Linked DNA regions of Mus musculus: all the other regions are linked to region 4. The links are chromatin contacts, called in public promoter capture Hi-C maps. All regions are on one chromosome and are shown on one strand. Each heading gives the region's core, a stretch centred on a gene start, on an enhancer-like site or on the middle of the called end of the contact. The rest is flanking DNA. Distances are from core to core; before and after follow the strand shown.

The links. Promoter capture Hi-C pulls out the DNA fragments that hold promoters and counts their contacts. Capture Hi-C pulls out chosen DNA fragments and counts their contacts.
Region 1: a promoter capture Hi-C map of fetal liver shows a contact between it and region 4, with 2.2 times the contacts expected there. The contact joins the promoter of Itgal here to the promoter of Coro1a in region 4. A contact is called at or near these places in 8 of 39 promoter capture datasets (the 3T3-L1 cell line, fetal liver, hematopoietic stem and progenitor cells and 4 more), 2 of 484 Hi-C or Micro-C datasets (B cells and liver), 1 of 115 datasets of contacts at active chromatin or transcription factors (effector CD8 T cells) and 2 of 9 other capture datasets (adipose tissue and liver).
Region 2: a promoter capture Hi-C map of pre-B cells shows a contact between it and region 4, with 3 times the contacts expected there. The contact joins the promoter of Zfp747 here to the promoter of Coro1a in region 4. A contact is called at or near these places in 2 of 39 promoter capture datasets (embryonic stem cells and pre-B cells) and 1 of 115 datasets of contacts at active chromatin or transcription factors (microglia).
Region 3: a promoter capture Hi-C map of liver shows a contact between it and region 4, with 3 times the contacts expected there. The contact joins the promoter of Zfp553 here to the promoter of Coro1a in region 4. A contact is called at or near these places in 3 of 39 promoter capture datasets (the C10 cell line, neural stem cells and pre-B cells), 2 of 484 Hi-C or Micro-C datasets (CD8 T cells and pro-B cells), 11 of 115 datasets of contacts at active chromatin or transcription factors (astrocytes, bone marrow-derived dendritic cells, bone marrow-derived macrophages and 7 more) and 2 of 9 other capture datasets (liver and macrophages).

The regions. Positions count from the first base shown.
Region 1 is chr7:127,294,904-127,301,855 of GRCm38.p6, reverse strand. Itgal (integrin alpha L) reads right to left here and starts at 5,596. Exons shown (of 31, transcript NM_001253872.1): 1 at 5,333-5,596; 2 at 4,139-4,238; 3 at 2,228-2,322; 4 at 2,051-2,118; 5 at 849-966; 6 at 602-732. The coding sequence starts at 5,387.
Region 2 is chr7:127,374,064-127,381,292 of GRCm38.p6, reverse strand. Zfp747 (zinc finger protein 747) reads left to right here and starts at 5,243. Exons shown (of 3, transcript NM_175560.3): 1 at 5,243-5,650; 2 at 5,791-5,904; 3 at 6,595-7,229. The coding sequence starts at 5,467. It also overlaps a transcript of Zfp764 not described here.
Region 3 is chr7:127,228,539-127,235,314 of GRCm38.p6, reverse strand. It overlaps Zfp553 (zinc finger protein 553), which reads right to left and starts at 2,254. Exons shown (of 2, transcript NM_146201.2): 1 at 1,829-2,254; 2 at 1-51. The coding sequence starts at 40. It overlaps Gm4532 (predicted gene 4532), which reads left to right and starts at 2,185. Exons shown (of 1, transcript NR_030674.1): 1 at 2,185-2,897. It also overlaps a transcript of Septin1 not described here.
Region 4 is chr7:126,699,816-126,706,751 of GRCm38.p6, reverse strand. Coro1a (coronin, actin binding protein 1A) reads left to right here and starts at 1,936. Exons shown (of 11, transcript NM_009898.3): 1 at 1,936-2,100; 2 at 3,578-3,776; 3 at 4,624-4,746; 4 at 4,833-4,962; 5 at 5,050-5,234; 6 at 5,343-5,462; 7 at 5,656-5,760; 8 at 5,867-6,012; 9 at 6,111-6,168; 10 at 6,280-6,495; 11 at 6,767-6,936. The coding sequence starts at 3,579. The coding sequence ends at 6,871.

The DNA of each region.
Region 1 (6,952 bases), core at 4,347-6,846, 590 kb before region 4:
CACCCCCAAGTAACCCAAATCCACTCCCCTGCCTCAAGTCACTCTTCAGAAAAATTAAGATAAATATAAACAGATGTAGTAGAAACAAGATTAAAGAAACCTCTGCTTTCTTATCTAGAGACGTGTGCTGGGCTCCTGGTCTCTAGGCCCACTTAACTCACCAGTAAGGATAGCTCCCAGTAACTATGTCTGTGAAGAAAACCCCCTACACTGGACAGGGTTAGCTCGACCAGACAGCCACCCAACTGATGCTGGGCCAGCCAGAATCTCTTTAGAACTGGGGCTTTGTAGAAGGAGGTAGCTGAAGCGCCCTTTTGGAACTTTATCATGATAATTTAGTTTTCTGCCCATGAACTCTAACGAGGAAAGGAAGCCCATCTACAAAGAAAGCAGAGACAGACGATGGAGACAGACACAGAAACAGCTCCAGAGAACTGGGCCGAGTTTAACTCCTGGCTCTCGATGCTGCCAGAGTTATAGGCGCAACCATAACCACGCTTTCTGAAGACACATCTCACAATCCACGAAATGGCTCAAGCCAGTCCAGGTGGACATCATGTGTCTGTGACTTAGGTCCTGATGTCTGGGTGCACTCGGGTACCTGGTAGGAAGTATTGCTGAGCTTCCTCATCACATCCTTCATGAATTCCAGGATTTTTTCAAAGTCCTTTCTATCCAAGCTCTGTGAGCCATCGAACAGAAACACCAGGTCGACTTTGCCCTTCATACATTCTGCAGAGGTGACATGCAAACCGGTCTGACTGATAAAAGCTTAGCCTGTTGTGCTGGCTCCTGTGGAAACCAGCTTCTCAAAGGTATTTTTACCCACTGGGTCTCCAATTCCTCACCCTGATAGGCGGGACGATTTTGTAACATAGGTCCCTCCAGACTCTGGGGGAAGAGGTAGCAGAGGCCACTGAGGTAAGTGTTCTGATCGCATGTCCGAGACAGTCCAGGGTCACAGGCCTGAAGAGAGGAAAAGAGGGAAAAGCAAGGCTTTCTTGTGCTTTGTGTCTTACAGGCTTTATCAGCAGAGACTAGGAGCTTCCAGAGTCCTGTCCCCTCTCTCACTTCCAAAGGGTTTTCAAAGCAAGGCATTTTTGCCTCTAAGGCAGCCAGCGTTCTATAACAATGGATGCTCACATCTTTGGAATGGCATCTAACCTTCGTAGTTCATCGTGTGTTCTGGGTACAGATGGGCATCGCCCCACATTTCCAAGGACTTGCCCCTCCCAACCACACATCCTGCATTCAACAAATCAAACCTCACTTTTCCAGAATAGGCAGTACTACTCCTTGCATTTATGACTATTCTGTTCTGTCAGGCAGCATATTTATAGACAGGGCTTTTGTCCTTTGTACATCTTTGTCTCTTACGGCCTTGCCCCATGGAATCCAGCACAATGCCTGATCTGTGACAGTAGATAAGTAAAGAAGTGGCAATTAAGCACTGCATCCCATGAGGCTTAGAGGCATCCCATGAGGCTTAGAGGCACGTACATGCCTGTGATCCCAGCACTGGGGAGGCTGAAGCAGGTGAATCTCTGAGTCTGAGGCCAGCCTGGGCTACAGAGAGAGTGTTCCAGGATAGCCAGGGCTACACAGAGAAACCTTGTCTCAGGGGGAGAAAAAAAAGCAACTATTATAAAATTAAAAATAAGCGTAAGCAGCCTGTATACAGCTCAGTTAGAGGCAGCGACATCAAGAGTTCAAGGACAACCTCAGCTATGTATGTCCAGACTATGTGAGAAAAGACTATAGACTTGTCCATTCTTAGTAAGCAGCAGTTCAGTCAACTCTTGGACGCTACTAACAATTCGTCAGATTTTTTATTTCTGAGACAGGGTCTCATTATACAGCCCAGGCTGGTTTGTAACTGTGCAGTCCAGGCTGTCTCAGCTATCCCCGTGCTGGGATTGCAGGTCAATATACCCCAACATCTGGCTCCTCCTCCCACCCCTTTCCAACATCTCTACACAGTGTGGTACTGTGTAGTTCATCTGTGTAGTTCAGCTCCACGGGCTCTGATGCCATCATACAAAATTCTTACCAAAAGGCTTCCCTTGGCGGCATCTGTTGCCAGCGTCATTCCCAAGTACTTGGAGGTATGGTTAGAACCTGTAGGCACAGGAAAGGCAGGATGGAAGGACTTAGGTAGTCAGGCGCGTTGGGGTCAGCCTCAGGTTTCCTGGGAGGGCACGTCCCCTCACCTTCCCTCCATACTCACCATGTAGGCTGACTGGCTGGCAGAACTCGCTGCTTGTTCGGCAGTGATAGAGGCCTCCCGTGTTGTCCCCCTCACCTGGGGCTCCCACGACAACCCTGATGGAAAAATCTCACTTGAGATGAACCTGCCCAGGACTTTGCCCACCTAGTTCCTCTTTTCTTATTTCCTACCCATTCCTTCTTTTCTTTCTTTTCCCCCTTTCTTTGAGACATGGTCTCACTATATAGGTAGCCTTAGCTGTCCTAGAACTTGCTATGTAGACCAGGCTAGCCTCAAACTCACAGAAAGATCCGACTTCCTTCTCCTTTCCAAGTGCTGGGATTAAAATTGTGTCCCACAATCCATTAAGGTTTTTTTCTTTTTTCCCCTGAGACCGGGTTTCTCTATGTAGCCCTGGCTGCCCTGAAACTCACTCTGTAGCCCAGGCTGGCTTCAAACTCAGAGATCTGCCATCTTCTGCCTCCCAAGTGCTGGAATTAAAGGTGTACACCACCACCACCTGGCTATGTATCTTTTTTTTTTAATTCATTTTATATCCCAATTTCACCCCCTCCCCCTCCCTCCTCTCCTCCCAGTCTCATCTTTACAAGTCCCATTCCCCATTAACCCCTCCCTTTATCCTCAGAGAAGGGGAAGACCCCCTTTGGGTACCACCCCACCCTGGGCTATCCAGTTGTTGTAGGCCTAAGTGAATCTTCTCCCACTAAGGTCCAAAACCATACAATGGAAAAAAGAAAGCATCTTTAACAAACGGTGCTGGTCTAATTGGATGTCTGCTTGTAGAAGAATAGACCCATATCTATCGCGGGGCCATGTATCTTAACAAGCACTTCAAAGTGATGCTAGGCTTATTGTAGCTTAGAGGGCAAAAGTGCTTAACAAGCTTGAGAAACGGAGTCAGATTTGCTCTCCTAAGAGGTAGAAGGAGAGACCTGACTCCAGCAGGCTGTCCTAACTTCCACATGTGCACGAGAACATTCACGTACACACACAGCCCAATCACTACAGCATTCACATACACACGCAGCTCAATAACAATAACAACTGTATGCTTAAAACTTGCTGCCGCGGCAATACACCTCTTACTCTCCAGGCGAGCTCTGGAGTAGCCCCTATTTCCTAATAGCCAAATAACATAATTCTAGACGTTAAAGCTTCATTTCATTTGCATACTAGAAAAATTCAAGGCCCAAAGAGTGTCTGCTAGGTGGGCACCTTCATTTAGTCATCAATTCAAAAGCTATTTGTGACTAGGTGTGGTGACATAGGCCTGTCACCTCTGCTATTCAGAGACAGCCAGAGGCAGGAGGACAGTAGCCCCAAGCTAGCTGTGGGAATTTAATAAGACCCTGTCTCAAAAAGAAAATAAAAAAGAAACCAGGTCTGGTGGCATCTGCTTGTGATCCCAGCACCTCAGAAGTAGAGGATAGGGGGTCAGAAGTTCAAGGCTCTGCTCAGCTACAGCAAATGTAGAAAAACTGATCTACAGAGGCCCTGTCTCCAACCAAAGAACACAAACCCTGATGTAGCTCTATGGAGAGCCTGCCTAACACACATAGACCTGGTATTCAAACAGCAGCACCACCAACAACAACAAAGCCATCAATGCCCAAGCCTGTCCTACTATGTGCTTAGCTTAGGACAAGCCTGTCCTACTATGTGCTTAGCTAGTCTTTGAATTGGGAAGCAGAGAGGAGATGGTCCTCAGACACTCGTGTGGCTTAGGACCCATCACCCTCACTCTATGGTACTAGAGAGAGCCTTGCTCCTGTTTCAAAGATTCCACCTAGCAGACACTCGCAGAAGAGAGGCCAACCCCTGACATGGGACAGTCCCCACCCCTACCCCTGGGCAGATGTGGGGCCCTGCATACCCTGCTGCTGGAGGGTAGTTGAAAGAATAATAGCTCACCCATCTTCAATCTGCAAGACCTGGTACCCAAAATGTCTTCCAGCTTGTGCCAAGAAGCTCTGCGTAGGCCGTGTGTCCAGGTTGTAGCTCCAGGCCTTGGCTGCGGGGAGCAAAGCAGTCAGCTGCTCCCTATCTGGACCCCCCCCCCCACACACACACACCCCACACACACACAGACCACACACACACCCCCACACACACACACCCCACACACACAGACCCCCCCCACACACACAGACACACAGACACAGACTAGTGCTGCCTCTGAGGCCTGTTCCTCCAAACCCACTCATGCTCTGAGGCTGCCTACACCCAAGCACAGACTGGTGGCGCCAGGACTTTCCCTCTGAGGCCTGGACTAGAGACTAGGAGACTACACAGTCTGTCTCCCAGGGTAACTCCTCCCAGACCCAGAGGACTCAACTTCCCCTTGGACCTATTGGGAAAGAAGGAAGGGTAAGAAGGCGGAGGCCCATGAGAAAGAAGCCAGGGAGGGGGCCTCCAGGCATAGAATGACCAAGTTCCCAGGCAGGGACTGGGAAGAGTCTGCCCTGAGGCCCCATGGCTGCCACACTGACTGCGCTTCTCTGGGCACCTTGCATCCCAGCACCTGAGAAGTGACCAGCCTCATGGAGTCACCATACCCAGAACCCAGCAGGTGACTTAAGTTTCCCAACTCTACCCACCAGACATAGGTATCTCCCGACCTTTTAAAATCCAACACCGCCCCTCCCCCATCTTAGGCAGCTAGAGTGCCCTCTGCAGCCTCTAAACTGTCCTTTTCTGGTCCAACTTTCCTTACAGAAAGACTTATAGCACCTTGTGTCCTGGATATCAGAGATGAGGGTACCCTCTTCACCTCCCTTCAGGTGCCCAAAACTCCCAAGCAGACATAATACAAAGGAGGTGGAGTAGAAACCTAACCCAGCCTTCTCCCATCCTGAGTCCTTCCAACCATCTACCTAAACACGTGAAGGCTCACTCCACCTCCCACCCGCTCTTCCTTCCACGCCCTTCGATATCATGCTTCAAGTTTGTGTAGGTTCCCTCTTCTCTCTCCGGGATTCCTGGGTCCCACATCACCTATACCGTCCATCCCCTGGAGTGGCTCCTCATCTTCTTTGGCTCTACAGAGCCTTCTGGTTTCCCCTGTCACAGACAACGTCCCTTTCCCCTCCCTCCTGGATTTCCTACCAAACAGCTGGAGTCCCAGTAGCAAAAGTCTGGGGCCCGCAATCCGGAAACTCATCTGCGCTTAGGAGGGACCTGTGGGTCCGGACTCGATCTCAGAGAGCTCTTGAGATTTGCTGGCAACCTAGACCCGGGAGGAAGAGGGAAATGGTGGCTTCTCTTGCATGGGGCCCCTTCCAGTGGAACTTTCTCAGGGCTGCCAGGCTGATGACACTGGGTGGGGGTGGAAGGAGGGGGTGCGCTCCTGTCCGGGTTGTGAAACCTCTCTGTTCAGAGAGGAAGTATAAGCAGGTTAGATACATTTCCTGTGCCTACTTGCATTTTCACATCATCCAAGAGCAGACAGCAAGGCGGTTAAATTACTGCCACTTCAGCTAGGCAACCTCCGCTCTCACACCAGGCCCCGGAAGATTCTTCAAAGCCTGATAGAAGGGAGTAGGGAGTAGACTCGGGGGAGGGAGGGGTAAGGGGGGGGGAGGGGAGAAGTGCTGTAATTATATTATCTAAAACAACAAACAAACAAACAAACAAGCCAGATAGAGGGTTGCTCAGGAAGCATCCCTAAACCGTCCCTGCTTGAACCACACAGGAAGATTGTGGGTGACAAAAGGATGCATGCAGAAAAGAGAGCCTGGAGCAAGCCACAGAGCTGCAGGCTTCAGAGCTAATTTCTTTTTTCTTTTCTTTTCTTTTCTTTTCTTTTCTTTTCTTTTCTTTTCTTTTCTTCTCTTCTCTTCTCTTCTCTTCTCTTCTCTTCTCTTCTCTTCTCTTTTCTTCCTCTCCTCTCCTCTCCTCTCCTCTCCTCTCCCTCTCCTCTCCTCTCCTCTCCTCTCCTCTCCTCTCCTCTCCTCTCCTCTCCTTTTCCCTTCCTTCCCTTCTCCTTCTCCTCCTCCTCCTCCTCCTTTTCTTTTTTTCACATTTTTTTTTCCCAAGACAGGGTTTCTCTGCGTAGCCCTGGCCACCCTGGAACTTACTCTGTAGACCAGGCTAGTCTTGAACTCAGAGATCTGAGATCTGCTTACCTCTGGGATTACTGGTATGCATGCACTACTACCATTTGGTTAATTTTGTTTCTTTTTTTTTTTTTTTTTTAAAGATTTATTTATTTATTATATGTAAGTACACTGTAGCTGTCTTCAGACACTCCAGAAGAGGGAGTCAGATCTTGTTACAGATGGTTGTGAGCCACCATGTGGTTGCTGGGATTTGAACTCTGGACCTTCGGAAGAACAGTTGGGTGCTCTTACCCACTGAGCCATCTCACCAGCCCCTAATTTTGTTTCTTAAAAAAAAAAAAAAAGAAAAAGAAGCCAGGCGTGGTGGCGCACACCTTTAATCCCAGCACTCAGGAGGCAGAGGCAGGCGGATTTCTGAGTTCGAGGCCAGCCTGGTCAACAAAGTGAGTTCCAGGACAGCCAGGGCTATACAGAGAAACCTGTCTCAAAAAAACAAAAAACAAAAAACAAAAAAAAAAAAGAAAAAGAACTCAGGACACAAAGACAACTCGATAACAACTTTAAAAAGACAACTTTTGAGGGATTCTTTTTTTATTTCTTTTCTTAAAAAAAAAAATCACTGGGCCCATGGGATGTTTTTTTTTTTTTAAGAAAAGAAATAAAAAAA
Region 2 (7,229 bases), core at 3,994-6,493, 670 kb before region 4:
TCCTCTAGGCTGACAAACAACCAGCAATTTCTGAGTACTTTATATGACTTACAGGTCTTGAAATTTCATCTTTCTTTCAGTGTCTATATCAGGAAATTTTAAAGAGAGACTGTATCAATGAAGTGAGCATTTTTGGGTCAGTGGCCAAAGCTTTCAGGAGACCTCTCCTGCTTTTTCCACTGAAGTGGCTTTGCCTTAGATGCAGGAAAACAGCAGCAGCTGAGCAATCCTCTCACCTGCATTAAAATGCTTTTTTTTTTTAACATAGGCCATAATTTTAATTTCTCATTTGAAATCTTCACCTATATTTCCTGAAAGAACAAATGATTCCCTGGGAAATCACTCCACTGCTTCCCAAGATCATTTCTATTGTCCCTGAGGTCAGAGGACCATAAACTCCAGTAGATATTTCATAACACTGACTCTTGAGGGGTAGAGTAAGACAGTTATCTGTGGCCAGCTCCAAAGCAGCACTGCCTGTTGTAGCATGCATTAGAACTGCACTACTCAGTTGAGGTTTTGGGGTCTGCATGTTCTTCCTTGGCTGACAAGAGACAAACAGCCCATAATTTGTTCTGGGGGTGCTCCATGCCCCAAGGCTATTTCCTGATGCAAATAAAATTGCCTTAAATATCTCACTTCACTTACATTCACCCGTCTAATGGCAAACCCTAACACATTGCCTGCACACCCCCTAGAAGTCCAGGCCTTCTTTCTGGTTCGTATTTAGAAGAACCATTGCCCTTAGAGATGCCTTGTTCACACTTTTGTTGCAAATGAACATATTTCCCACAGTGAAAGTGCCAAGCATTTTGAGATCTGAGACCTTTAGTGGCTTGGTCATAGTGTCTTTGCAAATGACTGCATTCCCTGCAATTGACACACTGGGCAGTTTGATATTGGAGACCCCTAGTTACACCTTGACCTTTGATATTAGCATACTGCACCTTAGAACTAATATTGGTTATTCCCCTTATCCACTCATCCATAGCTGCTGCCCGCACCTTTAATGTTTTGTTTTGTTTTCTTAACATTTGGCATTTGAATTTTCAAATTTTAAGGTCTCTATCGATGCCTGCCTCAATTCAGGGTCTGGCAGGGCTTTGCTCACAGCTGAGACTCATCTTTGAAAGAAAAATCAAATCTCAAATCAGTGAAGGCTTCTGCAGAGCCTTGGATACGCTTTGTAAACAAGGTGGACCTTTTCTCAGGTTCAGCTTTATCCCGAGTTCTTCAAGCTGCTAAGCGGCAGTGTTCTACGGCAGCACCATTACGTTTGATCTGTTTTGTATCTTAAAGTACTGCCTTCAACTAGTAACTGGTCTTTCCCCATATTCATTCTCTGTGCTTTGTTTCACTGTTCAATACTCACATGTCCTTCCTTCCACCATGTTAACCATTGCAACAGTGGGTGGACCCTAGTGCAGCTGCCACCAATCCCTAACAAGCTCGGGGAATATTTGGGTAGCCTAGTAATTTAGAATTTACCTAAGGCGTATGCATCCCATATAAAAACAGTGGCCTCTTTAAACTGTCTAAGATCAATCATTTATAGGGCGACATCCTGTTCACCATAGCCTTGTTCCACACATTAGAAGGTATATGCTGTATGAAACTGGGGGAGCTGATAGCGATCTCATAACCCTGGGTCACCCCTCCTCCCACTCTGGTGGTGCAGTTGGTTGGGGATTAAAACTATATTCAGGACAGGAGAGATGGCTCAGTGCTTAAGAGCACTGCCTGCTCTTCAAGAGGTCCTGAGTTCAATTCCCAGCAACCACATGGTGGCTCACAACTATCTGCAATGGGGATCTGATGCCCCCTCTACTGGTGTGTCTGAACACAGCTACAGTGCACAGTGTATTTTATATACATAGAATAGATATTTTAAAAAACCAAAACCAAAAACCTTTGATTAAAGTGGGATGTTGGCTTTGATGGTCCTCTGCCCTGTTAAGCTTTTCTCTGACCTCTGCCCTCCAGCACCATTTCTATCCCTCCTTCTTCCTGGGAAAGACTCCTGCTCTCTGGCTCCATGACTAGAATGGAGCCCTTTTGTGATTTGTTTTCTGGCGCTCCTTGACTCCCAAGGGCTTTCATTTCCACCCTCAATTTTTCTAGTTAGAAAGCTAGCTATCAGCTTTCAGAAATAAAGTGCAGAGTGGGCCCTTTTGCTTTCCGATTTCAGCCATTTTGTGTTTCTTAACCCCTCCATTCCCACCCACAGTTTTTCCTGTTGTAAATCCATTCCCTCAAACTTTTTCCAAACAGAATATATGAAGAAGAAAAAGAAAAAGCAGAAAATCTTCTCTGGGAGCAAATCTGGGGATAATCCAGTCCTGGCAGTCCCAATAAAGTTTTTGCTGGAACGTGGAAACAAAAATATCCATTCCTTTGTCCTGCACCAGTTTCTCCACAGCATTGGGAATCAAATCCCCATTCAGCCTGGATCCATGTTGGGAATTTTAGAACTGGAATTTAGAACGGGAATTTTAGAATTTGGATACTTTGTGGGTTTTTCTTTCTTCCCTTTTCTTCCACCGTTTTAGCCCCATAACTAGATAAGGAAGAAAGAAAGGTTACAGAGATAAGAATACTTCCCTATCTAAACTCAGTTTCCAGTGACTAAATGTGTCCCATTTCTTCTCCTTGCTATGCCACTGTGCTAACATTAATTGGTATAGTTCTCATAAATTAGCCTAACTCTACAGAACATTCCTCTATGACCCAACTGTATAATCACGGGTTCAAAGTCTAAGTTTCATTGATTGCCTTTGAAGATAGCAGGTTTCTGCTGCGGAATCTACACTATCAGACATCGTGCTCTAACACAGGTTCCTTTGGTTGTCTTTTAACTATGGACTTAAGCAGTTTCTCTTTCATAACTATATTATCAACTATATTCCCAAGGTCAAGGTTTTACATTTCCGTAGTCTTTTAAATGTAATATATTCATTCTCCTAGATAGAAGGAAAAATCCCTTCTTGTTCCTTCTGCTCCAGGAAAGCTTTTGCTTTTTCCAACTTCATCTTAAAGACTGTTCATGTTGTTATCAATTCTATCTCTTTTATAAACTCATAAGCTACAGGAAACCCAATCAGATCTACCTCTCCTGGACCAAGTAGACACCATCCAGATAAGTACACCTGCCAATCAATGGCCTATGTCCTCATTTGCTACCTGTCTTAGTCAGGGTTTCTATTCCTGCACAACACATCATGCCCAAGAAGCAAGTGGGTGAGGAAAGGTTGATTCAGCTTATACTTCTAAACTGCTGTTCATCACCAAAGGGAATCAGGACAGGAGCTCACACAGGGAAGGAACTTGGAGGCAGGAGCTGATATAGAAGCCTTGGAGGGGTGCTGCTTACTGGCTTGCTCAGCTTGCTTTCTTACAGAACCCAGATCTATCAGCCCAGGGATGCCACCGCCCACAATGGGCACTTCCACCTTGATCAATAATTGAGAAATATTATTGTCAATTATGTCTTATTATGCTGGATCTCATGGAGGCATTTCCTCAAGAAATTTCCTAAGAAAAGATGTTTCTCTGCCAAATTTATTTAACTTTCATCTCTACCTGTTGTGTGTGTGTCTGTGTGTTTCAGCATCTTGTCAAGTCCAGCCATTTACTACATCCAGGACAGCTCCAGAGAAGCAACCCACCGGTGCTCCCATCTTCTTTCACAGGCACAGATGCACCTATTGGACCTGCTCCATCCTCTCTCTCCATAGATGGTTCCACAGACCCTGGACAGCAAGGAAACAGCCAACTCTGCTAAGACTGGACCGACTTCCCCATACCCATTTTCTTAGGGTTCCCAGACACATGTCACCCCAAAGTCAGCAGGAAGTAGTCAGACATCATGATAGTCAGACATCATGACAACCCTACTCCTGCTTCACCATCACCACTTTGAAAATTTCCCTTTTTTTAATTAAACCAAAATGGGGGAATGTTAACATTTCTTCTAGGCTCTGCCCTCGTTTCCTGCCAACAGCCATGACTCATTATAAAAGGGTCTGCTTGCTCCCTCCTTTTGCTCTCTTGCTCTCTAACCCTCTTCTGCTCTGTCCCTTCTCTCCCCATTCCCCTCCCCCCTCTATATGTGTTCTACTCCCTCTCTTTCTCTGTCTCTCTCTCTTTCTCTCTCAATCCCTCTATCCTTCCCCCTTCTCTCCCTCTCTCTCTGTCTCCCTGCCTCTGTCTCTATTAAGCAGTCAACTCTCCTCCCCATGCCTTAAATGAACTCTATTCTATACTGTACCATTGTGAGCTGGTCCCTCTGGAGGAATGGATGCCTGAGCATGAGCTCACAGAGGTACCCCATTCACCTACCCCACACTGTGCCTCCACCAACATATCCCTGGTTTCTTTGTCTTTTTTTATAAAGTACAAACAGCTCTGAATGATGACAAATAGGATAATATCCCTTTTGTAAGTAGGTATTTTTATATTAAAATAACAATGAGTCAGACTTAAATCCTTACTGTGAGTTGGACCTCATTCCTCCCGGGACTCTCACAAATGGCCCAGATATCTTAACTCCCTCCTATGAGTGAGGCAGAGAAATCCAGTTGGGCAGGTGTACATCTAACCTTTTAGAAGATTAGATGGTCTGGAATGTCCCAGGTGTCCTGGCTGATCAAAGATCAGCTCTGTGATCTCTGATCTGTATCAGGAGCAGTCAGTATTCCTCAACTAGTTTGAGATTTGTAGACCAAGCTGGTGGAACCACCCCAATTGGAGGCCTGCTTCATTTGATAGCTCATTAACAGGGCTGGAGAGATGGCTCAGCAGCTAAGAGCACAGACTGCTCATCCTAAAGGTTCTGAGTTCAAATCCCAGCAACCACTTGATGCCTCACAACCATCTCCTGGTGTGTCTGAAGACAGCTACAGTACTCGTTGAAATTAATTTAAAAAAAAAAAAAAAAAGCTTATTAACAGCCCTCCCTCCACAGGCTTGCTTCTAGCTCCAAGATGAACACTGACCACAAATAAAATACTAAACATCTATTCACAGGCCGCTTCCACCTAGCTGACTGTGAGAGGGGTGTGGTTCTCCTGAGACCATAAAACCCTCCCTGTTTGTGGTGCTCACAGGCAGGGTGTGTCATGTTGGCCTGCCAGCCTGGGACTTGTTCTCAGACTGGCACTTGTAGACTCTGTGGCCATTTTGGTTGAGGGCTTGATGTCATTGGTGCAGGAAGTCACGTGATACAACCCTGGGCAGGACCGCTAGGGAGCGTAGTTTTGAGACGCCGCGCCCAAGTCCACATTTTTACTCGGTCTTCCGGAAATCTCCGCTGTGCTCCTATCAGTTTTCACTTTTTCCCTACGTTAAGGTGCACACGGACCTGGTTCCTGTCCTTTTTCAGCCCTGGTACCCGAAAACGGACACGTTGGACTGGGCAGGCAATCCCAGGAGTGCGGGGCTGACCCAGGGACTGTGCGGGGAGTCTACATGGCGCAGGTGATGGCCCCGGGAAGGGCCTCGGTACCGCCTGTGTTCTGTAAACCTGGGACTGTGAGCTTCGCGGACGTGGCCGTGTACTTCTCCCCGGAGGAGTGGAGGTATCTGCGGCCGGCGCAGAGAGCCCTGTACCGAGAGGTGATGCGCGAGACCTACGGTCTCCTGACCTATCTCGGTGAGAACCTTCCTGGCCGCCGTGGTCGCGATGCCTGTGACACCGTGGGTCCTGCGTGGCAGCAGAGAGACCTGGGCACGGGCGGTCGGAACCAACTGGGTCGTCCTCCTGACTAGTGGGTTTGCTATCTTTCCCTACAGACGTCGGATGCGCCAAACCAGCGCTCATCAGCTGGGTGGAGGAAGAGTCCGAAGTGTGGGGACCCGGTGCCCAGGATCCAGAGGTGGCCATGTGCAGGACAGAAGTCCACTCAGGTGAAGGACTGGGTACTTGCCTGGGGAAACTTCTGTGTTGCCAGCCTGTGTGGTGTCTTCTAGTGACTGCACTTACTGCCTGGCAGTTTCTTCCCTGTTTTTGTTTCTTGGCCAAAGCCATGATGGCTGGCCCCTGGATTCATCTAGAAAGGGGCTGTGATTGTTCTGTCCAGTGCTCTCACCTCGTATATACAGGGCCACTAGGCTGTACGGGTTGTAGCCCCTCGTTCCCACTCCTCTGCTGCCATCACTGTGGCTGCCTTCTGGAGTCTCCTTTAGCTCTTGCTTTCCACCTCTGAGAAGTGCTTAGCTTACTGCACTTGGGAATTGGGACCACACAGACACCTTTCTTTTCTTTTCAATTCTTTTCCTTTATTTTTTATTTTTTATTTTTTTAGAGGGTTTCTCTGTGTAGCCCTGGCTGTCCTGGAACTCACTCTGTAGACCAGGCTGGCCTCGAACTCAGAAATCTGCCTGCCTCTGCCTCCCAAGTGCTGGGATTAAAGGTGTGCGCCACCAAGCCGAGGCCCAGACCCCTTTCTTTATGCTGCATTTGGACATCTGCACACTGCACATGCTCAGATGCTGTGACATCTCCACTCCTGTGTCCAGTCTGTCCCCTTGTGGGGCTGTGGAAATTAAGGGGCAGTAGAAGTCAGAGTCTGAGCTTTTTTCATGGTCTCCCAGCAGATTGCAGGCACGAGAAGGAAAGGAAGAGACCAAGAGAAGAGACTGAAGCAATGCAGAAGACATTTTCTCCAGAACCTGGGCAGAAGGAGCCACAACTCTCATTTGCTGTCTCCGCTAGTGGAATTCAAGCCACGGTCCTAAGGGCAGACAAGCGTCACGGGTGCCATTTGTGTGGGAAGAGTTTTGCCCGGCGGTCCACGTTGGAGGCACACATGTACACTCACACAGGTGAAAAGCCGTTTCAGTGCCCAGACTGCAACAAACGATTTGGCCGGTATTCTTCCCTGAGCACTCACCGAGCCATACACCGAGGGGAACGGCCGCACCAATGTCCTGACTGTGGGAAGGGTTTTACCCAGCGGTGCACTTTGGTGGCACACATGTACTCTCACACAGGTGAAAAGCCGTTTCAGTGCCCAGACTGCAACAAATGCTTCGGCAGGTATTCCTCCCTGAGCATGCACCGAGCCATACACCGAGGGGAACGGCCACACCAGTGTCCTGACTGTGGGAAGGGTTTTACCCAGCGGTGCGCATTGGTGGAGCACATGTACTCTCACACAGGCGAAAAGTCATTCAATTGCCCTGATTGCTGCAAGTCCTTTGGTCGGCCATCTTCCCTGAGCAGGCACCGG
Region 3 (6,776 bases), core at 1,005-3,504, 530 kb before region 4:
GTGGTGAGTGTTCAAACTCATCCCCCGGAGAAGCCTCCATAGTCTCAGTCCCTACAATTAGAGAAAGAAAACAGAATTATAAATCTCACCCTTTGGCTCAACCTCATCTTTCCTTTTATGGCTCCCGGAATGGAACCCAGGGCCTCTACCCCTGGGGGTAACCCCCGGTAACTCTCCCAGTAAAACATCTTTAATGAGGCACAATCTCTGAATGTTCTCCCTCTCTACTGAACTTAGGGAGCACTAATTATCTGCCTCTCACTAATTATAAGTACTACTGTGCCGCAATCCTTAGCTGAGACAGGGGTTTTGATAACTTGCCCAGGCTGGCCTTGAACTTTCAGCCCTGATGGGCATGGTGGCACATGCTTTTAAACACAAGCTGGGAAGGCAGAGGCAAGTGGATCTGACTTCAAGGTCAGCTACATAAGTAACAACTTGTCTCAAAACAAAGTGTTCTTAGCCTCCCAAGTCCTGGGATAGTAAGTGCACCATTACCCCTGCTTGCTATGCATTTAATCAATGATCACTAAACTAAACAATACAGGGGCCTTCTAACAATACAAGACTTTCACAATCCTATTGGTAATATTAGTCTCTTTGGTTTACCCCCATGGAAACAAAGAGAATTAAAGCAATTTTTTTTCTTTCTTTTGTTTTCAAAGCAGGGTTTCTTTGTGCAGTGAGTCTGTCTTGGAGCGCACTCTTTAGACCAGGATGACCTGAAACTCACGGAGGTGTCTCTATCATTCCTCTGACTTCTGAGTGCTAGGATTAAAGGCATGTGCCACCACCACATGAAAGTTAGTAGAAGCCCGGTGTGGTGGTGCAAGCCTTTAATCCCAGCACTTGGGAGGCAGAGGCAGGGGGATTTCTGAGTTCGAGGACAGCCTAGTCTACAGAGTGAGTTCCAGGATAGCCAGGGCTACACAGGAACCCCCCCCCCCAAAAAAAAGAAAGAAAGAAAGTTAGTAGAAAACTTTCCAAGCCCCTCTCTGCGGTCCCATAAATCATCCCAGCACTGAATGCCATCGGGTTTGAGAGAAGTGTTTCCTACTTGGAGGAAACCCTACCCTGGGCCGAGTTTCTAACTATCTACTCAAGCCTGTGTTATATTACAGTATTTCAATTTAGAAAACCTAGTATATGGTCTTTTGATCGAATTTCTGTGGGTTTTTTTTTTTTCTTTTTTTTCCTCCAGTTTTTGAGACTGTCTTACTGTACTGCCCAGACTGGATCTGAATTCTCCACTCCATTGGCTCTATCCTGGTAACTTCTACGATCTTGTATAAACTTACTTCCCTACAGATAAACAGATATGGGGTGTAGGAGAGAAAAAACAAAGTAGCAATGATTGTAACTGCGGGTTCGGAATAAACCTGCTGCCACAAGAGGCAAGAGATAAGTCAAGGACCGGCATTACTCTGCAGCAAAAACAACGGAAAGGAACGCGGTTATTTGGAAAAGGATACTGAGACTACTCTGAGCACGCAAGGTCTGTACTTAACACTAGAGCTTTTAAATTAATAAAAATAAGAAAGCCAGGGAAGGTTTTGAGAAGGCAGCCAGTATTAGAGCTGGATTTACAGCAGAACGCATGCAGAGAAAGAGCACCAGAGATTACAATTGAGCCTGGAGGCCTGCAGTAGGGCTGAGTGAAGGGGGAGGGGAGAGCGTTAGGGAGGATGCCCCTCACGGCCTGGCACACAGTAGGTGTTGGCTTCTTCCCTTCGGATTTTGCTGCCCCTTCGCCCACGTCCGACTTTCCTGGGCCCTGGGTCCCCAAGCATCCATTACCTTCCTGTGCGATGCGGACCGCCGCCCTCACCTGTACCGATGGCTCTCAGCCGCTTTCAAGTCCTCTGTACCGCGAAGCTCGGCGCCCCAGGGCTGTGCAGCGCGCTGCACCGTCGGCCCACGACCGGGACGCGGCCCCGGTGAGTCCGAGGGCACCTGCCGCCCCGTTCCCCTCGGTACAACAGGAACCCAGCAGCCAGCCGCACGGGTACGGGCTCCACGCCACGCCAGGAGGGGGCTCGGCCCACGTCCCGGGCGCCGCTGGGCGGGACGGGAAGCGGAAGCACGGGCCTCGGCGAGCTGCTCTAGGACCCGGAGGAGCCGCGGGCTCGGCGGCGGCGGCGGCGGCGTGGACCAGTTCTAGCCGTGCCCTGCGGCGCTAGCGGCGTGCCTCCTCGGATGGACAGCTGGCACGGCGGAGCCGGACTGCCCGCGCGGGACAACCAGGAAGGAGCCCAGGAATGGAGTGGCAGACAAAGGGAAACAGAGAGCCGGCGGGCGGGGCGGGGCGCCGAGGCGGGGGAAACAAAGCCCAGCTCGGAGTGGGGGCTGGGCCGGGGCAGGCAGGTCGAGCTGGAGCCTGCCAAGTTCTAGCCTGAGAGTCACGAGTCGGGGCACTGTCGGCGAGAGACGATGCTCGGGGACAGGACCTAGAGACTGGGTACCAGAGACAAAGAGATGTAGAAACAGATAAGAACCGTCAAGTCACCCTAATGGAATCAGGGGCCCTAAGAGGCGGAGAGCCTGGAGAGAAACGGGCGGGAGACAGAACAAAGGACGACAGGCGGAGACAAAGGTAGAAAAACAAAGAAAGGCTTTGCAAAGGCCAAGCCCAGGGAGGGACTGAAGAATAAACCCTGCCTCCATCTTGCTGGAGTCACGTTCCAAAGGATCCAGGCCCTAGAAGCATAACCCCGGCATCTTATGTTGTAGGCAGGTTTTCCTTTATAGAGGTGAGTACCCAGAGGCTTCCGTCCTGCCACTAAAGCGAGTGCTAACGGGGTTTTTATTAATTCGTTATGTTTTAGCAGTACATAATGTTATTTGTATTATATTAGATTTGTCAATAAAGCAGAAGTTAGAGATAAAGTTAAACCATGCATCGTCTGTCCCTTGAGTGCGGTCAGTTTTTGTGGGGTTTTTTGTTTTGTTTTTTCGAGACCGGGTTTCTCTGTATAGCCCTGGCTGTCCTGGAACTCACTTTGTAGACCAGGCTGGCCTCAAACTCAGAAATCCACCTGCCTCTGCCTCCCGAGTGCTGGGATTAAAGGCGTGCGCCACCACGCCCGGCTAGAGTGCGGTCAGTTTTTTTAAAAAAAATCATACAAGGCGTGGAGAACTGGGCCAGTGGCATGCCTCAGTGGGAAAAGGGGATTGTCCGCAAGCTTGACAACCTGAGTTCTCTCCAGGGAACCTGTGTGGTGGAAAGGAGAGTGCACGTTGTCCTGTGACCTCCACATGCACTGGTGCAATGTGCCCCCCAAATTTTAAAAATTCTAACTAACTTAAAAAAAAAAATTGGTTGGTCCTGTTAATCCCAAAGCAGGGAGGAGAAAGACCACTGACCCAAATTATCATGCCCAATTAAAGCAAGCTTTGTTACTCTTCTACACGAGATGCCTGCCCCTAAGATGGATTCAAAGGTCAGTATTGAACTAGGGAAAAATAAGGGTTTTATAGCTCGAGGGGGTTGGGGGGGTCCAAACTGGGGATTTGGCAGGCAAATAGGTGGAGTTACAGAGCAGAACAGTTACAAGGCGTTCATAACAACAGGTGGTTACAGTGATCTTTTGAGACAAATGTAGGCTTGCAAGATGGCTGTAACTTTTTGGAACAAGGACGTGGTTGCTGTTTTCTGGAACATTCTGTATGGTACTATTTGTAGTTGAGGTCACAGGTGGGACATGTGTTAGGAGCTGCCCACATTCCAGAACCAGGTGTGCCCTCACCTGCCTTCAGCAATCCAGCCCCAGCAGCTATATCATCACCAGCTGCCATACCCTTTATAAAGCCCATGCCATCAATGGTTCGTTCTCTCTCTCTCTCTCTCTCTCTCTCTCTCTCTCTCTCTCTCTCTCTCTCCTGCTCTGAATCAGCCTTTTGTGCCCCCCCAATAAATCTCTTAACATTTATTGCATTATTATAGGTCAATTGTGTGGTGTGTTCTCTGCAAATTCCTTGGCCCCAGCCACCAAGGTCAACTTTCGATACAAACCCGCCCTAACATGAATATCCTGGTGCCTGCTTTCCCCTTTTGGGGGTTAAAGCCACTCTGGGACCCTACCCACCAGTTCTACCTGCAACAGACCCACCTGGCCCACTGATGGCTTGATAAATGCTCCCCCTTGGTTGGTGTAAATGCTTCACCAGATCTCTGGTGTTCTTGGAGGCAGAAGTTCCCACCGGGCTTTGGACCCTATCCCTTTGGGTTAGGCTTTATTTCTGAGCTCTGTTTCTGCCTTTTGGGTTCCCTCAAAGGCCCTGGTACCAGTCTCCTCAGGGTTTTAACCCTTGTCCCACATTCAGCTGTGCCTTCCAGTTCAGCCTTCCCTGGATCCTGGTGACACTGATCTTCAGGCCTAGGACCTCTTCCTCTTCCTCACCCATGGGAATAGCTTTTTGTACCTCCTGGCTCCCTTTGGGATGCTTCTTGCAGAACACCCGACCCCTCTTTACCTGGCATCTGAACTGAAGGACTCCAAACGTATTGGCTTTTGCAATCAAATTTGGCCTCAGTATCCCTTAGTCAGTCCAAATGTGGCCAACTAGTGGCATCCTAGATCTTAGTCTACACTGCCAGCAATCGAGGGGAGTGGAAAAGAGATTCTCTCCCTATTTCTCTGTTCTCTGCTCCAAGCTCAGTTCGTTTTTGTCTAGTTTTCCCAACACTGTGTAAATGTCCCGTCTCTAAATTACAGTTGTTGGGTCTGTAGTCTGACTCTTCAGCTGTTGCTTCCCTCCCTGCTGTGCCCACCTTGTGGGCTCCGCTCTCTGGCTCCCACAGCCTGCTATGACTCTAGCCTGCTACGCTCACATGGACATCGCCCTTTTCCATTCTGCTCAGAGCTACCTGCTCGCTCTTTATGCCTTCCTAGTCCTAGATTTTGCAGGTTTCCTTGCTTTATGTAGGAGCCTGCCTGCTTAGTCCTGCAGCGTCTCCACACCCTTGTGGCTTCTGTGACATTGGAACCCTCCCTTGCTGGAGTTCCTACTTGTTTCTTTCTCCCTTAACTTTAACCAGTCTACTTCTGGTCTATACCATAAATGCCTCTCTCGAACCTGGAGCCTGCTATGCCCTTGGGCGCTCACCATTGGGCAACAACCTTCCCTCAGCTCTGGCCTGCTGCATCCATCTGGATCTTTCTACTGATGTACTAGTCCCCTTTCCCCCTGCACTCTAGGCTATCTCTCCTTCCAGCCTGTAGTCCCTCAGCTTCGGCTCTCTGCTTCCTCTTGGAGCTATAGGAACACCCCACCCCCACACAGAGAAGCCCTGTCTCACAATAACAAGCAAAAGGATTTCAGGCAGACTGGCTTCCAGACTCCATCCTTACGCCAGTGCTCTAGACCACAGATCCTTAGGCACTTAGTTGGTTCTGAGGCCAGGCGGTTGGTCTTACTCCTGGCATCCAGAGTCTCCAAAGGCCTGACTTGGGACTCTTTAACCACGGCAAATCCTGAGCCAATTCAGTTGAATCCCCAAGCTCTAATGACAGATTTGGAATTGGGTGTGATCGAAGTTTGAAATTTTTCAAACTGTTACCCTAGACGGTGAAGATGGTTCCCCAGGTAAAGGGCCTGCTGCTTAAACATTATGGCCTGAGTTTAGGCCCCCAGCAACCATGTTAAACCTGTAGCAGTCGCACATCTATAGCCCAAGTGTTGGGAGAGAGAGCAGGCAGCTGCCAGATGCTGGAGGCTCAACTGACCAGGCAGCCTAATGAAAACCGCATTCTCCTGTTCAGGGAGAGACCCTGTCTCAAAACGTAAGGTAAGCATGATTAGAGGAAGGAGCCGGAGTGATGGCTCAGCATTCTCCCAAAGGACCTGGGGTTCAAGTCCCAGCATCCACTTGGCAGCCACAACTGTAACTCCAGTTCCATAGGATCTCTGACAGCCTTGTGTAGGCATACATGCAGGCAAAACACCAATGCAGGGTTAAAAAAAAAATGAGGAAGACATCCACGTTTATTTGTGGCTTCATTATGTATCTGCACTGTGGTTTGGTCATGTACCTGCACAGGTGAGTGCACACAAACACATAGAAAAAAAAATACCATTCAGCCCAAAGCATTTGGTAGGAGATGTAGATAATACAGCAAACAGGAACACTTTCACCATAAAAATGCATCATTGTGGGCAACAAGATGAGCCAAGTCAGACAACCTGAATTTGGTCCCTGAGACTCCCACATGGTGGCAGCAGAGAGCTGGTTCTGACAAGTTGTCCTCCTGTGCTGTTCCCCTACCACCACCACCTCCTCCCCAACTTCCATACTTGGGATAGACAGTAGTGGTACATGCCCTTAATCTCAGAAGACAGAGGCAGGTGGAGCTCTTAGTCCAAGGCCATAGAAGGAGTTCCATGCCAGCCAGGGCTACAGAGAGAAACCCTGTCTCCAAAAACAAAACCCAAAACTAAAAAAAACAAAAGAGCACTGACTGCTCTTCTGAGTTAAAGTCCCTGCAACCACGTGGTGGCTCACAACCATCTGTAATGGGATCTGATGCCCTCTTCTGGCGTGTCTAAAGAGAGCAATGGTGTACTCATATACATGAGTGGCGCACGCCTTTAATTCCAGCACTTGGGAGGCAGAGGCAGGCAGATTTCTGAGTTTGAGGCCAGCCTGGTCTAGAAAGTGAGTTCCAGGACAGCCAGGGCTATACAGAGAAACTCTGTCTCAGAAAAAAAAAAAAAAAAAGTTGAGTAGTGGTGGAGCACACTTTAATCCTAGCACTTGGGAGTCAGAGGCACGTAGA
Region 4 (6,936 bases), core at 687-3,186:
CTGTCTCTGTCTCTCTCTGTCTCTCTCTCTCTCTCTCTCTCTCTCTCTCTCTCTCTCTCCATGACTGTGGATCAGAATGTAGAGCTCTCATCTACTGTTCCAGGACTATGCCTTTCTGGCTCCCCCCTCCCCCGCCCCCCAAGGTGATCATGGACTAACTAACCCTCTAAAACCGTAAGCAAGCTCCTAGTTGAATTCTTTCTTTTATAAGACTTGTCTTGGTCATGGTGTCTCTTCACAGCAATAGAACAGTAACTAAGGAAATGTGTGTGGTTGTTTTACATGCCTGTATGTATGTGCATCACATGCATGCCTACAGATGGTTTGTAAACCACCATGTGGGTGCTAGGAATGAAATAAATCCTGGTTCTCTGCAAGAACAGTGAGCGCTCTTCACCACTGAGCTGTCTCTCTAGCCCGGCACCTAGCTTATGTGATGCTGGAGGCCATGCCTTTATGCATGCTATGAGGTGTTCTGCCAGCTGAACTCCATTCTCAGCCCCATTACTGTTATCACTTTAGCTGGAGACTCTAGAGTCGCTGGCTACAGTCACAGAGCCTCAGGCACTATCCAACCCTGTACTGAGTAACTGCAGAACACTTCAGACTACACCTTACGCACCGCACCGTTAGCTGTGAGGTGGGCAGGACTTCTTGTTTCTCTCCTACAGAAACTGAGGTTCAGGGAGGTGGGGCCTCTTGGCCAAGATCACACGGCTAATCAGTACAACTGGAGCCCCTTCTGTTCTTTCGAACTACTTCTACCTTAAAGAAGAGTTTCTTCTGACTGGGTCTTGCTATGTAGCCCAGGCTGGCCTCCTGCCTCAGCTTCCTGACTACAGATGACTGTCAGCACACCTGTGTCCTTGAGCTTTGCTGACACTGCGCCTCAGCCCCCTACCCTTCTCCAGAGCCACTTGTGGTGTTTCCTCTTCCTCCCAGGATAGCCCAAAGCTTTGGTAAATGGCAATAATGAAAAGAACCAACATCTTTTGGGTTTTTGAAACAGGGTCTCACTATGTAGCCTTGGTCTGGAGCTTACATGTGGACCAGGCTGGCCTTGGTTTCACTGACCCTTCTGCCTCTGCCTCCGTAGTAATGGATTTACAGGTGTGGGCCACCATATCTGACTGTAAGACCCCAACACTAATTAATACCTGCCACTCTGTAGATGCAAATCCAGCTATCCTTGGAGTGACCATCTCCATACGAAGGCAGGTAAGACTGTTATAGACAGGAAACTGGGGCTGAGATTAAATTAACCTGCCCAAGGTCACTCAAATGAGTGACAGCCAGGAGTCACAACAATGGTTCCAGCAAAGGCCTTTCTTCCTCTGCCCTTGCTACCGTGACAACCCACTCCCCTCAAGGGACAGGAATGGACCACAGCCCAGCTGTGTGTGATATCAGACTTCTGTGTGTACTCAGTGGCTTTTAAACTGTGTCAGACGGACTCCCGACTCCCTCTTCTCATGGCCCGAGAGCTCTCTAGAGGGGGAGCACTACTCATTTGCCTCCATAGCCCCAGCACAGAACAGGTGCTCCATAATGCCCAGTTATTTTACTTCTTCCGGGCCTCAATGCCACGAAGCAGAGGACAAGGGTGTCCCCGCTGAAGCCCTAAATCCCTAGAAAGGAGAAATGACCCCCCCAAGGCCTCCCAGAAATCCATTTGGGGTAACGACAGGAGAGGTCCCTCCTGTAGCAGAGAAGGCTCTCAAGCTGGTTGAAGCCGTTCTAAAGCTTTCTCCGGTGCCAGGGAAAGGACCTCGAGGAGGCAGCGGGCGGCTGGGGGAGGGATGAAGGAACGGGATATTTTTGCGTTCTGACATTAAAAGAAGAGTTGATTCGCGTCAGCATCTGTTCGGGGGTTGGAGCTGACAGCATGGGGAGCGGTCCCAGTCTTGCAGCCCTGGAGCGAAGGGCCGGGCCTCCATGAGCTCCGCCCAAAGGGGCGCTACCACCCGGAGGAGGCCGGCGCACGGCCGCTGCTCATTCATTGTCTTGACAGAGCATCCTCGGTGGCCAGCCTGCAGCTCCTCCATCCTTCTCTCCTTCCTCCTCTACTTGGGAGGGGTCACGCTCAGCTCTCCGCAGCAGGTGAGGCTGGGCGCCGGGGGAGGGCTGGTCACAAGGGCCAGGCAACGCTGCCATGGGCCACCTGTGGGGCCAGCGCCAGTGTGGGGGCAGGACTGTGGGACTGTGGGGGCGGGCGAGCTGTCAGAGCCACCAGGCTGGGGACAGAGAGCCGGTTTGTGAGCCCCGCCAGGAGGATCGAGGACGAGGGAGTTCGAAGGGGCAAGTAGGTCCCAGAGTGCTCCAAGGTGAGGGCTAAGGACCATCGTGACCAAGATGGAGGTGGGCTCCTGGGAGCGGCCGTAGCTGGGCTCAGAACCTATGCCCCGGGGAGGGAGCTTCTGAAGGTGGGGGATGCAGGGTGGGGTGAGCCAAGTAGCTGCCCTGAGCTTTGAGACAGGAAGGGGTTGAGTGCAAAACAAGACTAAGTTCCCCTTTCCGTGGTTTCCGGGCTTGGTACCTGGGTGGGGGAGGAGGCCGGGTGGGGCACATCTTCCGCCCCTACCTTGGATTGGGCTTTCCTTCTCCCAAATCCAGACTGCTCACTGGGGTCTTGTGTCCCCTTCCTGTCTTGGAGACTTCACTCAGGCACTTCACCTGCTTTTATTTTTAATAGACCTGGGAGCCTCCTTGGTGATACCGGGGTGTGCGAGGACTGGAGTCCCAGCACGAAGGGGCTGAGTCCCCCATTAAGGCAGAGCAGATGGGTGAGGCTGGGGAGGTGGATAGAGGCTCTGGGCAGGATGCCTTCCACAGCGCAGCCGAGGTTCCTTTACTGAGCAGGAAGGAGGAGGGATTGGGCACAGGATAGAGGCAGCCCCTGGGCTTCACTAGCTGGCTGCCTAGCCACAGTGGGTAACCATCTTAGCGGACCTCAGGGAAGTCAGGGTGGGCCTCTCCTGAGTGTAGTTTAACGGAAGCAGAAATGGCTCAGAAGAACATCTGCTTTTTTTCTGAGCGGAGGTTAGGAGCAGAGGTCTGGGGAGATGCTGGGACCCAAGCCATTGCTGCTTCTTGTAGCCAGAAACCTGGGGAAGCCATCCTGCTACTGCATCCCTTCCTAGGCAAGCTGGCTTGCATCCCTCTGTGTGCCATCCCTGAGCTGGAAGGCCAGGGAGAAGCCCTGCCCTGCCTTTAGGAAGCTCTGTGTGAGGGATGTGGGATCTAGAAGAGTTCGATAGGAGGGAACCTATCTCCAGACTGTCTGGACCACTAGGAAGGAGGCACTGTGTCTTAGTCAAGAACCAGACCCTTGGAGCCACACCATAGCAGGCTGTTGTAGGGGCTGATGGTGCAGGATTGAGGGTGTGGCTTGAAGTGCCTGGGAATTTGACAGAAAAACTGGGGAGGGTAAGCAGGGAGATAAGCAAGCTGTCAGTCATGGTCAGGGTGCCTCAGACGCCATGCTGGAACCCTCAAGGCCAGGCCAAGGGTTGCTCTGGGGATGACAAAGTGCGGCTGGGATTGACCCAAAGAAAAGTTTACAATCTGTATCCTTCAGGATGAGCCGGCAGGTGGTTCGCTCCAGCAAATTCCGCCACGTGTTTGGACAGCCAGCCAAGGCTGACCAGTGCTATGAGGATGTGCGCGTCTCACAAACCACTTGGGACAGTGGCTTCTGCGCTGTCAACCCCAAGTTCATGGCTCTGATCTGTGAGGCCAGTGGGGGAGGGGCCTTCCTGGTGCTACCCCTAGGCAAGGTGAGCTTCCGGAACCTCAATGGTCCTGGGGAGGACTCTGCTGTCCATGGAGACTGTGGGGTCCTCAGTAGCTGACTGTGACCCAGCTTCCCTGGGGTTCTGTGTTGATATCTGTAAAATGGGACAGGGCCATTTGCTACTTAAGCTCTCTGGGGACAAAACAAGGGGGGCAGGTCCCCCAAATCTTGGCTTGGGGTTTTCTGCTAAGGATAAGGCTGCAGGTCTGGCGAGGACTTTGGGGACCCTTCAAGCGTAAGCCCTGGTGGAGACGAGGCAAAACCCTTTTTTTTCCTCCCCTCTGAGCCTGCTGTTCTTCAGCTGAAGTTCACTCCTGGACTCCTCAGGGGGTGAAACAGGAAGGGGAGATAGGCCCCAAGTTTTACCTTAAAAGGGCCGATGGAAGCAGAAGAGAAGAGGAAGTGGTTGTCGGGTTGAAGCTGGGCCTGCACCCTGCTCAGCTCCTTACACAGGAAGCAGTTGGCTCTCGGAAGAGGCCATTTCCAAACCTCTGCTGCTGTCTAGAGGCATCAGACAGACCTCCAGGCCCAAATCTATAGGACACATCCTATAGCACTCTTCTCACACTCTCCTCTTGGGGACCACAGCCCCATGCTCACCCTGGGTCCATGGTACCCACACATGACACTGAGAAAGAGGGCCAGGATCTTGGCCAGAGTCTCATTTGGTGCTAGCTTTCTTGGGACTAGACGATGCCAAGTCCTCCCCACCCCAGTGCTCCCAGGGACCCCACAGCCTTCCTCTGCGTCCCTCTGCAGGGGTGTGTGGGGAGGTTGGATTGGGTTCAGAGGTCAAATCGCCTCCATTAGAATCCCCGTTGTGCCCCCAGACTGGACGAGTAGACAAGAACGTGCCCCTGGTCTGCGGCCACACTGCCCCTGTGCTAGACATCGCCTGGTGTCCACACAATGACAATGTCATTGCCAGTGGCTCTGAGGACTGCACAGTTATGGTAAGTCTGTTAGGGATGTGTTCTGAAGGAGTCTGGAAGAAGGACCTGGTGTTTGAAACCCCAGACTCACTCTCCCCTTTCTACAGGTGTGGGAGATCCCGGATGGGGGCCTGGTGCTGCCCTTGCGGGAGCCTGTCATCACCTTGGAGGGCCACACCAAGAGGGTTGGCATCGTGGCCTGGCACCCCACAGCCCAGAATGTGCTTCTCAGCGCAGGTGCCATAGGGGGCGGAGGGGAGGGCTAGGCGCGACTTGACAGGGGGCAAAGGCTCATGGTTCAACGCTGGACCATCAATTGTGCAGGTTGTGACAATGTGATCCTGGTGTGGGACGTGGGCACTGGGGCAGCTGTGCTGACGCTGGGCCCGGATGTGCACCCGGACACAATCTACAGCGTGGACTGGAGCCGGGACGGTGCTCTCATCTGCACCTCCTGCCGTGACAAGCGAGTTCGTGTCATCGAGCCTCGCAAAGGCACTGTTGTGGCTGTAAGTTGCCGTGAAACCTAAACCTTGGATGTTGCTCCTCCTGCACCCACCTGGGGTCTAGTCCCTTGGTGAGACTGTGAGAGGCTGACCTACTTTCTTTCCTCTCAGGAAAAGGACCGTCCCCATGAGGGGACTCGGCCAGTGCACGCTGTGTTTGTGTCAGAAGGGAAGATTCTAACCACGGGTTTCAGTCGCATGAGTGAGCGGCAGGTGGCGCTGTGGGACACAGTGAGTGCTGAGACACAGGGCCCCGCGGGCTGGGGATCAGGGCTAGACGCTTACTCTACCACGTGACTGTGGCCTCAGTTTTCCTGTGAGATGGGGAGTTTCCATGCTTAGTCTGAGGGCCTTTGCCTGCTGATTGTCCAGTGAAGCCTTGACATGGTCCAGTCTGTTGCTCTATCACCTCCTGTCTCTACAGAAGCACCTGGAGGAGCCACTGTCCCTGCAGGAGCTGGACACAAGCAGCGGAGTCCTGCTACCTTTTTTTGATCCTGATACCAACATTGTCTACCTCTGTGGCAAGGTGACTCAGGCAGGAGGGCTGGGGGACGAGGGAGGTGGGTAGGTGGCTTGGTGAACAGACAGCCGGGCGCCCTGTTCTGATGGTACTGTCTTGCCCACACCCACAGGGTGACAGCTCTATCCGGTATTTTGAGATCACTTCTGAGGCTCCGTTCCTGCATTATCTTTCCATGTTCAGTTCCAAGGAGTCTCAGCGTGGTATGGGCTACATGCCCAAACGTGGCCTGGAAGTGAATAAGTGTGAGATTGCCAGGTGACTGACTCCTAATTGACTGACCCCTAATCCTAGCCCGATCTTCAGCACCCAGCCAGCCGTGCTGAAGAGTGCCGCTCATCTTCCTGTTTCCACAGATTCTATAAGCTTCATGAGCGGAAGTGTGAGCCCATTGCCATGACAGTGCCTAGAAAGGTATGCTCTTATGCTCCTCCCAGGGTGCTGGGGCAGGAAATGACCACGGGGGTTTGTAGGGTGGGACAGAAACATAAACACTCTTGTGACCAGCCTTGGCCTTGCCCACAGTCGGACCTGTTCCAGGAGGACCTGTATCCGCCCACTGCAGGACCCGACCCTGCCCTCACAGCTGAGGAATGGCTGGGTGGTCGGGATGCTGGCCCCCTCCTCATTTCCCTCAAGGATGGCTACGTGCCCCCAAAGAGCAGGGAGCTGAGGGTCAACAGGGGCCTGGACAGCGCTCGCAGAAGAGCTACACCAGAGCCCAGCGGCACGCCCAGCTCGGTAAGGCGGGCGGGGGGCTGGGGCAAAGCCTGCATGGATGTGCTCAATGTCTCATGGGGAGAGAGTCCAGTGTTAGAGATGCCCAAGCCAAGGGCAAGGAGTGGGTGACCTGGAGGCCTTAGAAACCAGGTTGCAAGCTTATAGGCATGCAGTAATCCGGGTAGCATCTGCTGGGAAAGAAGGGCCCAAGCCTTGCAGCTCTTGGAAAGGCTAGCAGATGTCAGAGGAAGCAACAGAGAAGCTGGGCCTGATACAGGGCTGGGTCTCCTAGGATACCGTGTCAAGGCTGGAGGAGGACGTGAGGAATCTGAACGCCATAGTGCAAAAGCTACAAGAGCGCCTGGACAGGCTGGAGGAGACTGTTCAGGCCAAGTAGAACCCCAGAGCCCTCATCTGGGGCCAGCCATCCCCTCTGCTCCCACCCCACCCTCAGGCCATATG